2 separate regions of the Sus scrofa genome follow, and region 2 is linked to region 1. Evidence: chromatin contacts called from public HiChIP or PLAC-seq data. All regions are on one chromosome and are shown on one strand. The core of a region is the stretch at or near the end of the contact, and the rest is flanking DNA. Distances in the headings are between cores, read along the strand shown.

The links. HiChIP or PLAC-seq counts read pairs in DNA pulled down with a chosen protein or histone mark.
Region 2: a contact with region 1 is called in an H3K27ac HiChIP or PLAC-seq map of alveolar macrophages. The contact joins the enhancer-like site here to the promoter of MESP1 in region 1. A contact is called at or near these places in 2 of 5 promoter capture datasets (fetal liver and liver), 23 of 47 Hi-C or Micro-C datasets (adipocytes, adipose tissue, alveolar macrophages and 13 more) and 2 of 2 datasets of contacts at active chromatin or transcription factors (alveolar macrophages and skeletal muscle).

What each region holds. Positions count from the first base shown.
Region 1 is chr7:55,323,883-55,330,287 of Sscrofa11.1, reverse strand. It overlaps MESP1 (mesoderm posterior protein 1), which reads left to right and starts at 2,688. Exons shown (of 2, transcript XM_001925990.6): 1 at 2,688-6,405.
Region 2 is chr7:55,440,223-55,446,627 of Sscrofa11.1, reverse strand. All of the region lies in intron 3 of AP3S2 (adaptor-related protein complex 3, sigma 2 subunit), which reads left to right. Among named protein-coding and RNA genes, the nearest start is that of AP3S2, 19 kb to the left of the region's middle. Within about 2 kb of position 3,892, at least 2 of the 83 cell types and tissues checked have an H3K27ac peak or open chromatin away from gene starts, as enhancers often do. A contact at or near this core is called in alveolar macrophages and retroperitoneal adipose tissue, where this site is marked.

The DNA of each region.
Region 1 (6,405 bases), core at 1,439-3,938:
GTAAACATTTTGGACATTACAGATGAGATTAAAGCCTGCCTTTGTCACTTCCCAGAACCTAGCCTTGCCCACACCCCCACACCACATAAGTCCTGGTACATTATTCCGATTTGGGGAGTATGCATTTACACACATAAATACAGAAACCCCTTTTGCCAAATGTGTGGTATCATTCTGAGCCTTTTTGTGGAGGGGTTGTTTTTTAGATTTTTGTTGTCTTTTGTTTTTCCTTATATCCGTGGGGTCATATTGAAGGGATTTTTCTGCAGTTTGGTTCAGCAGTACATTTTGTCTTATTGCCATTTCTTGGGCCACTCCTGCGGCATGTGGAGGCCCCCAGGCCAGGGGTCTAATCGGAGCTGTAGCCGCTGGCCTACACCAGAGCCACAGCAACGCAGGATCCGAGCCGTGTCCACGACCTACACCACAGCTCACGGCAACGCCGGATCTGCAACCCACCGAGCAAGGCCAGGGATCGAACCCACAACCTCATGGTTTCTAGTCAGATTCGTTAACCACTGAGCCACAACGGGAACTCCCTCTCTTGAGCCTTTTAATATTTTCTTATCAGGGGAGTCATCGGTCAGGGAAACCCCTGGGCAAAGGGCATGCCAAGGCTGTTCAAAAGCCTTGGGCCAGCCCTGTGGAGCCTGGGAGGCAGCCTGGTTGTGGGCGGCCAGCAGCAGAGCCAGCATTCCCAGGGGGTCTCAGCCAGCCTGGCCACCTGTGCCAGGTGCTGACCGTGTCCTCCTGGGGCCTGGGGTGAGGCATACTCTCCAAGGGTGAAGGAAACTCCCTCAGCTCAGGCCAGGGCTGAGTCTTGGATTTCTCTTGGTGGGGGAACCTCCAGAGCCGAGGACTGCGTTCATCCCGTCCTTAGTCCTTGGCACGTAATCGGTACTGACCAGGTAAGACCCTTCTTCTGTTTGATTTATTATCTGGTCACCTTAAACTCTATCCTCACCCCCTACACGTTCTCCGCTCTGTCAAGGATGTCACTGTCCCCCAGTCTCTGGCAAAGGATCTTAAGCCCAGAGGCTCCTCACTCCACCAGGTCCTGCCCAGGCATTCTAGCTCAGCCCTACGAGCGAGCCCCTCTGCTTTTTATTGGGTCTGAAGTCAGATCCCTCAGGAGAGGTGAGGAGGAGGTGTGTGCCTTCCCCTGTCCTTGGGAAGGACAACCTGGAGCTGGCTGAGGGCCTGAGCCACCCAGTGACCTCATCATTGTCCTGCCACCTCCCTGTGCTATTGTGCGGTTGGGGTAGGGGTGGGGTCAGAAGGCACCCAAAACCTGTGCATCCTGCCTGGAGGGAGCTCCCTCCTGTGCCATCTACAGGGGCTGGTGCTGGACACGCCCCAAGTTGGCAGTCGAGCCGGGCCTGCAAATCCTTGCTGGGGAGCCTAGAGTTTTGGTTGGTTCGTGGTCTGTTTTCTGCCTCTGCTCCCAGGGGTGTGTAGGGACCTGAGCCCGTCCCCCTTCTCCTCACTCCTCTAGGCTCCATCTTGCTCTCCCTCTCAGCACACAGGTGTATGTTTTTCCCAGTGGACAGATGAGCAAATTGGGGTCCAGAGAGGGCAAGTGGCCTCTCTGGGGTCACCTAGCCCATCACACCAGCACTAAGCTGGCTTCACCCTTTTCTTAAGCCAGCCCCAGCATTTCTGACATGTCTGCTAAGCTCCCCATCCTGTACTCACTATGGCCCCAGGCCCCAGGAAAAAAGGCCCCTGACTGGTCGGCCCACCTCAGATCCCAAGATTCCAAGTGGTTGGGCAGCGCCCTCTGCTGTCTGTGGCTGGGAGTGCAAGGAGGCTGGATAGCCAGGGCATCCCTCTGGCTTGAGACCGGTACCTTGCAAACAAGGTATGCAGTCAGTCCCCCAAGGCATCTCAGCAAGCACTTGGGGGTCCCCGTTCCACTTCACAGCTTAGAAACTGAGGGGTCATGTGACAAACTTTCCCACATTTACATGTCTGTCTCTTTGCTTCGGGCTGGTCAGCTCTTTATGCTGCGGTTTCCCCGTGTTTCACTGCAAGGCTCCACTTACCTAGATGAAGCGAGGCATAAGTGTGACACCCTCAGGAGAGAGGTGCAGTCTACTCACCCTGCATTCTCTGCCCAGCTCTCCAAACTGGGGAGATTCTGGCACTTCCTCTCCAGCCTTTCCCCGGAATCTGACAAATCTCTCTCCTTTCTTCCCACCCCCTCCCTCCTTGTCACTCTGCCTCCTGTGACTTCCACTAGCTGCGCATCCAGCTGATCCATGACCAAGATAATCAGATTATCATGGGTCCAGAATAATCTATTCCATATGGCTTGCCAAGTCGGTGGCTCCAGGAGCTAAAGGTGTGAGGAGAGGGGGTGGCCTCCGTTGGAAGGGGCTTCCTGGGAGTTTTGGGGGCATAAGCTGGGCTGGTGGGGAAGGGGGGAAGTGGAGGAGAAGTTGGGAGCCTTCCTGCTGGGCCCCTGACGGCCCTGGGCTCCAGGTGGCTGCAGCCCCCTCGCCAGCACAAGCACGGCCTCATCTTTCCAAGACCTGGTGAAGCTTAGGCTCCATGGTGGGGGTTGCCCCCCATGCCTTTTCTCTGGATTGGGAAGTGCTCACTCTAGGGTGTTACTTCTCAAAAGTGGCCAAGCCTCATAATTCTCCGGAGATTTTACTTTTTTTTTTCTTCTTGTTTTTGCTTTTTAGGGCCGCACCCGTGGCATATGGGGTTCCCAGGCTAGGGGTCAAGTCGGAGTTACAGCTGAAGCCTATACCACAGCCACGGCAACGTGGGATCCGAACTGCGTCTGTGACCGACACCACAGCTCACAGCAACGCCCGATCCTTAACCCACTGAGCAAGGCCAGGGATTGAACCCACAACCTCATGGTTCCTAGTCGGGTTCGTTAACCACTGAGCCACCATGGGAACTCCAGATTTTACTTTTCACACCCGGAATCTCCTCTGGGGATTCTGGTTCAAGCAGGTCCAGGGTCTGGAAACCTGTTTTCTTTTTACTTCTCAACAGGTCCTGGTATATCAAGGTTTCCTGGGGGCTTAAAGATTATGCGGCATAGCCCTCCCCCAGCAGGGCACTCCCAGGGCACCCCTCCAGGAGGAAAGGAGCCACTCTAGTCCTCCAGAGGGGGCAGGGGGACTGGTGGGAAAACAGAACATTGGCTTTGGTCCCAGACAGAGCAGAACAGATCCCAGCTCTTCCCCTACTAGCCATGCAACACAGGACCACCTCTCTGGGCTTCCACTCGTTTCCACATCTACAAAGTGGGGCAATGACACTCATATCACAGTGTGGTTGTGAGCTGTAACCCAGCCAAGCCCCAGTACAGTGTCAGACCCCAAGTGACAGCAGGAACACACAGGTGGGCTCTGCCCAAAGCACGGTCCCTGTGCTATGATTTGATCCTTGCACTGTTGGCACAGGAGGTATTACAGGGCAGAAACAGAGGCCAGGGCAGAAACATGGAGTGAGTTACCCAAGTGCCACCGGTGGTACAGGGCAGAAGGGCATTCTATTCTAAGCCACCCTGGCCACACCCCAGAGGGGTGCCCCAGGTTATCTGAAGGTGGGGGCTTCGTGAATAAGAACCGCTGCCCTGAAAGAGCTTGCCTTGCGGGCTGGTGCCGAGGTGTGGTGGGAGGATCCCTGGCAGTAGGGGACACCCAAATTAGGAGCTTCCCAGGAGGTGTGCTGCTCATGCTAAACAGGCTGGCGTTAGGACAGAGCTGCTTCCTTCTCCTGGGGCCTCTGGCTCCAGTGGGGATGGGGATTAGGGGCCGCAAGGGGAAAACCGACACTGCACCTTTGATTAGCACTCCCATGTTAGAGGGGCTGGCCGGAAAATAAGGGTACTGAGGCTGGGAAGTGGGAGGGGGCAGCGCCCAGGACCCAGGCTCGGTCTGAGGAAGCCGGCTGGTTCCTAGTGGGCAGGCAGAGACCCGGGCCCTGGGCCCAAGGGGGTGCTGCCTTGTCCTGCCTGCACCCCCACCCTGGCCAAGGACCCCGTCTGAACTCTCACCTCTGCTCGGTGGGGCTGCCCCAAGGCCTCATTTCCCAGCCTGACACATTGGCAGGCAGAGGCAGGCTCGGGCCAGGGGAGCAGGAGCCACTGGCTTCGGCACTTGTCAAAACACAGGCCCCAAAAGTGTGAAGTCCTCACCCCAGCAGGAGGGCGTGTGGGCCCTGCCGCCTGGAGAACTCATTAACTGGGGCAGCTCCCTAATGAAGCCACTGGAGAGGCTGGTGATAAGATCAAAGGTGAGAGAGGAATGGGGAAGGGCAAGAGGGAGCCTGGCTGACAGGAGGGGGTAGAGCCCAGCTCCAGGTTGGGGGTTCCCTCCTCTGCCCCCACCTGGCTTTATCAGGCTCATTCACCATCACCCTTGCACACCCTGGGCCCTGAGACTCTGAAGGCAACGGGACTCCCACATGGCCCCTCCAGTTTGCTGCCAAGGCAGCCCTTGGGGCTCAAAGACCCAAAGATTGGGGGTGGGTGGGGACCCTCCCATCTGTTCTGCCTCTGTCATGCCAGTTTTGGGGTTTGTCTCTACAGGCACCCATGGGTCTTTTTAACCCTCTCAGCCCTATCAACCGGAGAGCCTCCTGTCATGCACCACTCAGAGTGTCCCTCTCACGCTCCAGGACTCTGTGACTCCCACGTAAGTGAGCAATGCATGTCGGATCCCAGATCCGAGAATCCTCAGGGGCCAGAGCTGTGCTTTTTAAGATAAAGTCTGCCACCTACACATGGCCCCTTGTCCAAAAAATGTTGGGTGACTTTGTGTTTAATAAAAATTCACTTCAGAGCATAGTTGCCCACAAGCCATTAATGGCCTTTTCCTCTGGACGGGAACTTGGAGGGCTCAGAGGTAGGATAAGAAAGATTTGTTAGACCCTCTGCAGTTGTTCATTCTCTTGACTTTTTAGTCACCTGTGTATATTCTAACTTCAAATAGAGACATGACAATAAAACAAAAGGTGGCTGATCACCTTAGGGGGTTTTGGTCATTCTGAGTTTTCTCAATAAATTAGCTACAAAGTGGAAATCAGAATCACTCGCAAGAACAGGAAGGATTTTTTTCTGACGTTCAGAGGTTGGCCACAGAGACCCCGACCCACCTGCCTGTCTAGTTTTTACTCTGCACCCCTCCTGCCTGGGTGCACAACCAGTTCCCACTCTTTGTTAGCTGCAGTCCAGTGGGATCAAAGGGGACTTCGCTGTGCTCCAATGCCAAGTTTTTGGCCTGGATCTGGAACCCCAGGAAGGCATCTATTGGCCAGGGTCCAGAAGGGGTAGACTGTGCTGACAGCTGTAGGCCAAGGAGGGTCCTCCTGGACCAGCTTCTCCTTGGGGGTAGATGGATCCTGTGGCATGTGCCCTTGGAGTGGGTTCCTCTCCTTCTCCCCAAGGGTGAGTTGGCACTGCCACTCCCAGGTGTGACCATGGGCACAAGCATCTGGGGCTGCTGGGAGGGGACATAGGTGTTAGAGGAGGCCAAGGGCAGTAGAAGTAAAAAGGGACAAGGAGAAGGGGGCGGTGGTGAATAGAGATGCCCAGATAGACGCTTGGCTTTCTTTGCTTCAAACCAGCTCACCCATCAGTCTCACAGAACTGGAAACTCAGGGGGTGGGGGTGGGAGTATGCAAACACTAGACCCCCAACGCTGAGAGAGACCCTGGATACCACTTCTTTTGAAGACATGATACCAGACACCATGTACTTAACAATCTAGCTGGAGAGCAGACAGCTATGCATGAAGTAGCTATTGTGACAAGGTACAAACTCAAACCCCCTGAGGAGTCAGGCAGGCAGTGTAGATGTCCTGAGATTTCCTATGTGGACAGTCATGTTGTCTGTAAATAGTTCATTTCTTCCTCCCCAGTCCGTAATGCCTTTTATTTCTCTTCCTTTATTGCACAAGCTGGACACCCCCCCCCCAACTGCACCCCTGCAGGTGTCGTTAGAGGCCCACATCCTCACCTTGTTCTCAGTATTAGGGAGAAATCTTTCAGTTTTATTATGATGTTAGCTATAGCTTCTTTTATCAGACTGAGAAAGTTCTCCTCTAGTCTGAGTTTGCTGAACATTTTTTATCATGAAGGGGTGCTGAATTTTGTTAATTTTTTTCTGCGTCGTTTCCACTCACATTTCATTGGCAAAGCCCGTTATACTTGCCCCAAAGTGGCAGAATACCAGCTGCTAGCCAGTGGTAGCAGCTGTGGCCCCAGGCTAAGTCCCTGATCCTGCCAGGAGGAAGGTGTCCCGGAGGGCGGAAGAATCCCCTCCCTGGGCTCAGATGGTCCGGCACCCTGGGCTCAGATGGTCCGGCACCCTGACCAGATTCTGCCAGTTTGTTGCATCCGCCTGGAGTAACTTCCTTTCAGCATCCCTCCCATTCACCA
Region 2 (6,405 bases), core at 2,643-5,142, 120 kb before region 1:
TCTTTTTAGGGCTACATCCACGTCATAGGGAAGTTCCCAGGCTAGGGGTCACATTGGAGCTGCAGCTGCTGGCCTATACCACAGCCACAGCAATGCAGGATCTGAGCTGCATCTGTGGGCTACACCATAGCTCATGGCAATGCCGGATCCTTAACCCACTGAGCAAGGCCAAGGATCGAACTCTTATTCTCATGGATACTAGTTAGGTTTGTTACTGCTGAGCCACAACGGGAACTCCATATTTTGTTAAGCTTTTTAGCACAAAGATTATTACATTTTTTTAATGCAAGATTTATTTCAATATATTCTGAGATAGGGAGCTGAGTTACTTTTTCTCCATTATCATTATTCAGTTTCTTCAAATTATTCAGTCTCCCATTGTTCTGCTACTTCCAGTTTAACTTAAATTTCTGATAAATTTAAGCTTATTTCTGGAATTTCAAGTACATTATTTTGTTTTGGGTTTTTTAAATTATATTAAGTAGAACCTGAATTTTTTGTTTTTATAAAGGACTTGAACGGTAAGGTTATTAAGTAGAATGAAGACATCTTCCTCCTTAGCATTTATTCCCTTCTGTCATATACCATTCCCCTTTCTCGAGGTAGCCACTATTAAGTCTTTTAGTGCATGTACACACACAGACCCACATATGTGTCATATACATATTTTTTATTTGTTTCTTTCTGTTCTGTTTCTGGCTGCATCTGCAGCATATGGAAGTTTCTGAGCTAGAGATCAGATCTGAGCTGCACTTGTGATCTATGCTGCAGCAGGGCCATTGTGAGATGCTTAACCCACTATGTCTGCCCAGAGATCAAACTGGTGCTCCACAGAGACAATGCACTGCACCACAGTGGGAACTCCTACTTATTTAATTTAAATAAAAATTAATCACTATATACATAGTTTTGCAACTTGCTCTCTTTTTTTTTATCACTTAATAAGTCTTGGAACTTTTTCCACTTCATATAATCTTTTTAGTAGTGCATGATTTTCCATAATATGAATGTATCTTAATCTGTTATTCAGTACCCTACTTGTGAGCATTTAGATTTCTCCCATTTCTCACTATTGCAAATTATGATGCAGTGACATCCTTACACATGCATCCATATGTGCATGTGTTAGTTTTAGGGGGATAGATTCCTAAAATTGGAATTGCTGCTTTAATTAAAGATGTGTGCTTTTTTTGTTTTTTGTCTTTTTGCCTTTTCTAAGGCCGCTTCCTCAGCACTTGGAGGTTCCCAGGCTAGGGGTCCAGTCGGAGCTGCAGCCATTGGCCTATACCAGAGCCACAGCAACTTGGGATCCGAGCCGAGTCTGCAACCTACAGCACAGCTCACGGCAATGCCGGATCCTTAACCCACTGAGCAAGGCCAGGGACCGAACCTGCACCCTCATGGTTCCTAGTCAGATTCATCAACCACTGAGCTACGACGGGAACTCCAGATGTGTGCTTTTTACATTGATAGATATTGCCAGATCGCCTCTCCCCAAAGTTGTATTTCCTCATAACCTTACCAATTTTAAATATTAAGAATACTTTCTAATGTTTGCCAGTCTGATGGGTGCAAAAGTAGGTATTCGTTGTTTCCCCTAGCTTCCTTGAATACTGGGCTGCATATCTTTTAGTGTTTACCAGTCATTTGTATTTGAAAATGTCTGACCATTGTATGTATCTACCTTTCTATGGCTTATTTGTTTTATTCATTTGTAAGTGTTGGGTTTTTTCCTAATTTTTATGGATACCAATCCTTTTCTTTTCTTTTCTTTTCTTTTCTTTTCTTTTGTCTTTTTGCCATTTCTTGGGCTGCTCCGCGGCATATGGAGGTTCCCAGGCTAGGGGTCAAATTGGAGCTGTAGCTACCGGCCTACACCAGAGCCACAGCAACGCAGGATCTGAGCCGAGTCTGTGACCTACACCACAGCTCACGGCAATGCCGGATCCTTAACCCACTGAGCAAGGGCAGGGACCGAACCCGCAACCTCATGGTTCCTAGTCGGATTCGTTAACCGCTGTGCCACGACAGGAACTCCTCTTTTATATTTATTGTAAATATTTTCTCCTTGTCTTTTAACTTTATGTAGTTAGGTCTGCCTTTTTTCTTATAGTTTGAAGGTATAAAAATGTTCTTAAAAGTAAAAAAGTTTTTTAAAAAGGGGAGTTCTCTTGCAGCTGAGCAGGTTGAGGATCTGGCATTGTCACTGCAGTGGCTTGGGTTTGATCCCTGGCCTAGGAACTTCCACCTGCTGTGGACATGGCCAAAAAAAGTTTAAATATGTCCTCCAGTATTGCTGTTGCTTGTTTTTTCTTTTGAGAAAACCATATTTATTGTCATCATTACCCAGCTTATTTATGTAGCAAATGGCCCAACTGTCTAAAGAATAGAATATCTACATAACATTCATGTTTCAAACGACGAAAATAACAGTAAGAGGTTAAGAACAAAAGTACACAAGGCTGGACACAAAAAAATGCATCTATGAGATTTTATCCCACCTCTGGCTTTTGTAGATTTGAAAAGTATAGAATTCATGAGCTAGAAAATATTGTTGGGAGTTCTCACTGTGACACAGTAGGTGAAAAATCCAATTGCAGTGGCTTGGGTCGCTGAGGAGACGTAGGATTGATCCCTGGCTCAGTGAAGTGGGTTAAAGGATCTGGCATTGCTGCACTTGCTGTGTAGTTTGCATCTGTGGCTCAGATTCAGTCCCTGGCCCACGAACTTCCATATGTTATAGGTGCTGCCATTTAAAATTAAAAAAAAGGGAATTCCCTTTGTGGCTCAGTGGTAACAAACCCAACTAGAATCTATAAGGACGTGTTTGATCCCTGGCCTCGTTCAGTGGGTTAAGGATTCTGTGGCTTGTGGTGTAGGCCAGCAGCTGCAGCTCCAACTTGACTCCTAGGCTAGGAACTTCCATATGCTGCAGGTGCAGCCCTAAAAAGAAAAAAAGAAAAAAAATCCATCAAGTTTAATAGAAATACATTTAATCTGATTACAACACTAACATCAGTATCACTGATTTAATATTTACAAAAAATGATATTTCCCTCCAGCTTTATTGAGATATAATTGATATGTAATACATAACATTGTGTAAATTTGAGATACACAGAATGTTGATTTGATAAACCTATGCATTGCAGAATGACTACCGCAATAGTGTTGGCCAACACCTCTTACCCTGTCACATAATTACTATTTCTTTTTTTGTGTGTGGTGAGAATCATATTTTCTAGTACATAAAAATCATTGTGACATCCATGAAAAGTTAGAATGCTAGGTGTTTGGTGCACAAGGAGCTGACATCTGGAGAACTCTGTAAGTCCCAAACTTTAAATGTGTAGTCACCTTCAAACTGTATCCATTCCTCAATTGGAAGATGTCTAACCCAGTCCCACTCCTCTTCATGTGGGCATGTGATCTTTTGATACTTAGCATCCAGGTTTCCAAAGACTATTTCCTGTTACTTCATAGTCATATGACTTTCTCCATCAACCGAGCTGTATCCAGTGTTTTCGTTTTTATTTCTTGTTCAGCAAATTTCATTAGATTCACAGCTCCTGGGTTATAATAGCTAAATGTGGCTCTTCTGGTCTCTGCCAAAGCTTTAGCTTGCAGGGCTGCCGTTTGAGCCATCATAGCCACTCAAGGAGTTACTTGTGTTCTCGATGACAGCAGGACAGCAACATAGAAAAGCTCCAGTAGCTGCAGCTATTTCTTACTTTTGTTTTTCACCATTTCCTTTTCTTGTAATTTGTCCATCCTTTCCAGCCTCCTAGGATCAAGTTGTTTCCCACTCCTTTTTTCTCAGATGATGCCTTTTATGAGGCTTCGATCTTGAGTAACTTCCGCCACTTGATGACTTTCTTTCTTTGCAGTTGTGTCTGTCCTCCCCGTTTTCAGATAAATTTAGTTTCCCTATCTGTGAGAAGAATGAGTGTTCTTTGTCATTATGTTCCTCAAATTTGTTTTTTAGACTATTTTTAGATTCATGTCATACTCTTTTGCTGTCTGAGTCTCTAGCACATTCAGTTCAATCTCTTCATGCATTAGCATATTCTTTGCTTCTGTTCTTTCCTACATTATCTGACTTTTGTTCTCTTTACCTTGATCGTGATCTTGAATAATGATGTTTTGAGAAAACTTTAGGAGAAACAGATACACCTGACTGCCTTTTTTTGGCGGGGAGGGGGGGGAGGGCCACAGGTGTGGCACATGGAAGTTCCCAGGCTAGGGGTCGAATTGGAGCTGCAACTGCTGGCCTATGCCACAGCCACAGCAACGCCATATCCTTAACCCACTGAGCCAGGTCAGGAATGGAACCCGTGTCCTCATGGATAGTTGGGTTCATTTCTGCTCAGCCACAACAGGAGCTCCTGTGACTGCTCTTTTTTTATCTCTATCTGGGGCTGTCTTTTCTGGAGCTGTTCTGTCTCATTCTGTATCACTTGCTTATTGAGAACCCAATTGTGCCCCCCAAAATTCACATGTTGAAGTCTTAATCCCCAATGTGGCTGTATTTAGAGATGGGGTCTTTAAGGAAGTAAGTTAAGCAAGGTCTAAGGGTAAGGCTCTGATCCCATACAACTTACGTTCTTATAAGAAGAGGAAGAGACTCCAGAGGCCTCTTTCTTTCTGTGCACAAATCAAGGAAAGGCCTTTCATGGACATAGCGAGTCTGCAAGCCAGGAGTAGAAACTGATCCTGCAAGACCTTGATCTAGGACTTTTAACTTCCAACACTGCCGCTGGCCTACACCACAGCCACAGCAACACCAGATCCAAGCTGCGTCTGTGACCTACACCTCAGCTCATGGCAATGCCAGATCCTTACCCTATGAGCAAGGCCAGGAATCAAACCTGCATCCTCATGGATACTAGTGAGATTTGTTTCTGCTGAGCCACGACAGTACCTCCTTATTTTGTTATGGCAGCCCAAGAAGACTAATACACCAATCTTTTTTTTTGGTCTTTTTTTTTTGTCTTTGTTGTTGTTGTTGTTGCTATTTCTTGGGCCGCTCTCGAGGCATGTGGAGGTTCCCAGGCTAGGGGTCGAATCGGAGCTGTAGCCACCGGCCTACACCAGAGCCACAGCAACTCGGGATCCGAGCCGCGTCTGCAACCTACACCACAGCTCACGGCAACGCCGGATCGTTAACCCACTGAGCAAGGGCAGGGACCGAACCCGCAACCTCATGGTTCCTAGTCGGATTCGTTAACCACTGCGCCACAACAGGAACTCCCTAATACACCAATCTTAATTTCATTAACCCTCTTTAATGGAAACAGCCCCTTGGCACTGTGCTGCTGAGAAGTATGGTCTGCCTCTCCTTACATACTCCAGGCTTCTTAGTCCAGAGTCCTGGCAGTAGGGTAGTTGATTTTCTTCCTTTAAAACTAGAGAACACACACACACACACACACACACACACACACACACACACACACACACACACAAAACCTAGAGAACATGAATTTTAAAAGAACATGTATACACTCAAGGGCTCAGAGAACAGGAGAGAAGACAATAGCAAGGAATTTTTTGAAAGCAGAAGGGAATATGAATTCCTCTCTTGACTTGGCTAGTCCAAGGAAGCCACATCCCAGGCCAGCAGTGTAGAAAGCTGACACCACACTACAGAATCCTCAAAGCACAGAGTCTCTCTGGGGTGTGGGTATAGAGTAGACAGGGAAAGCTCTCTGAAAACTGGTTAGGTCCCTAAGTCCTTCCCCCAGTTCCAGACAAAAACAGCAACAACTACAAAAACCCCAAACTGGGCTGCTAAACAAACAAGAAACATAGAGCAAAATGATCTCTTGGAAATTAAAAACCTGAAAGGAAAATGGGAGGAAAAGATAGGAAAATGGCAGGTTCAATATCCCAATATAAACAGCTCAAAAAAAAAAAAAATATATATATATATATATATACACTAGGAGTATGGAAGGACTTTGAGTTGTTAGATTGCAGGACTCACCAAGTATCCAGCACAGTGATTGAAAATAAACCCAGGTTTATGTATGTTATCCTTACAGTGGATGCTGAGTCACTTTTAAAAATGTAAGAGTTATGAATAGTGCTATAATGAAGTTACTGTGTGTGGTTTTTTGCATACATTTGTGTGCATTTCTGTTGAGTATATACTTAGGAATAGAATTGCTGGGTCATGGGATATTAGTAAGTAATGTCACATAATTTTCCAAGGTGGTTGGAGATATAATTTCCATTTATATGTTTATACCCAGTCAAAAAAACTGAAAAAAACTCAAATGTCCTGTCTGGAGTAGAGTAGATAAATAAGTTTAAAAGTGAAATAACCATATAGCAGTGAATATGAACAAGCCTTTCATGACATGCAACAGCATGGAAGAATTCACATTGTTGAGTGAAAGAAGC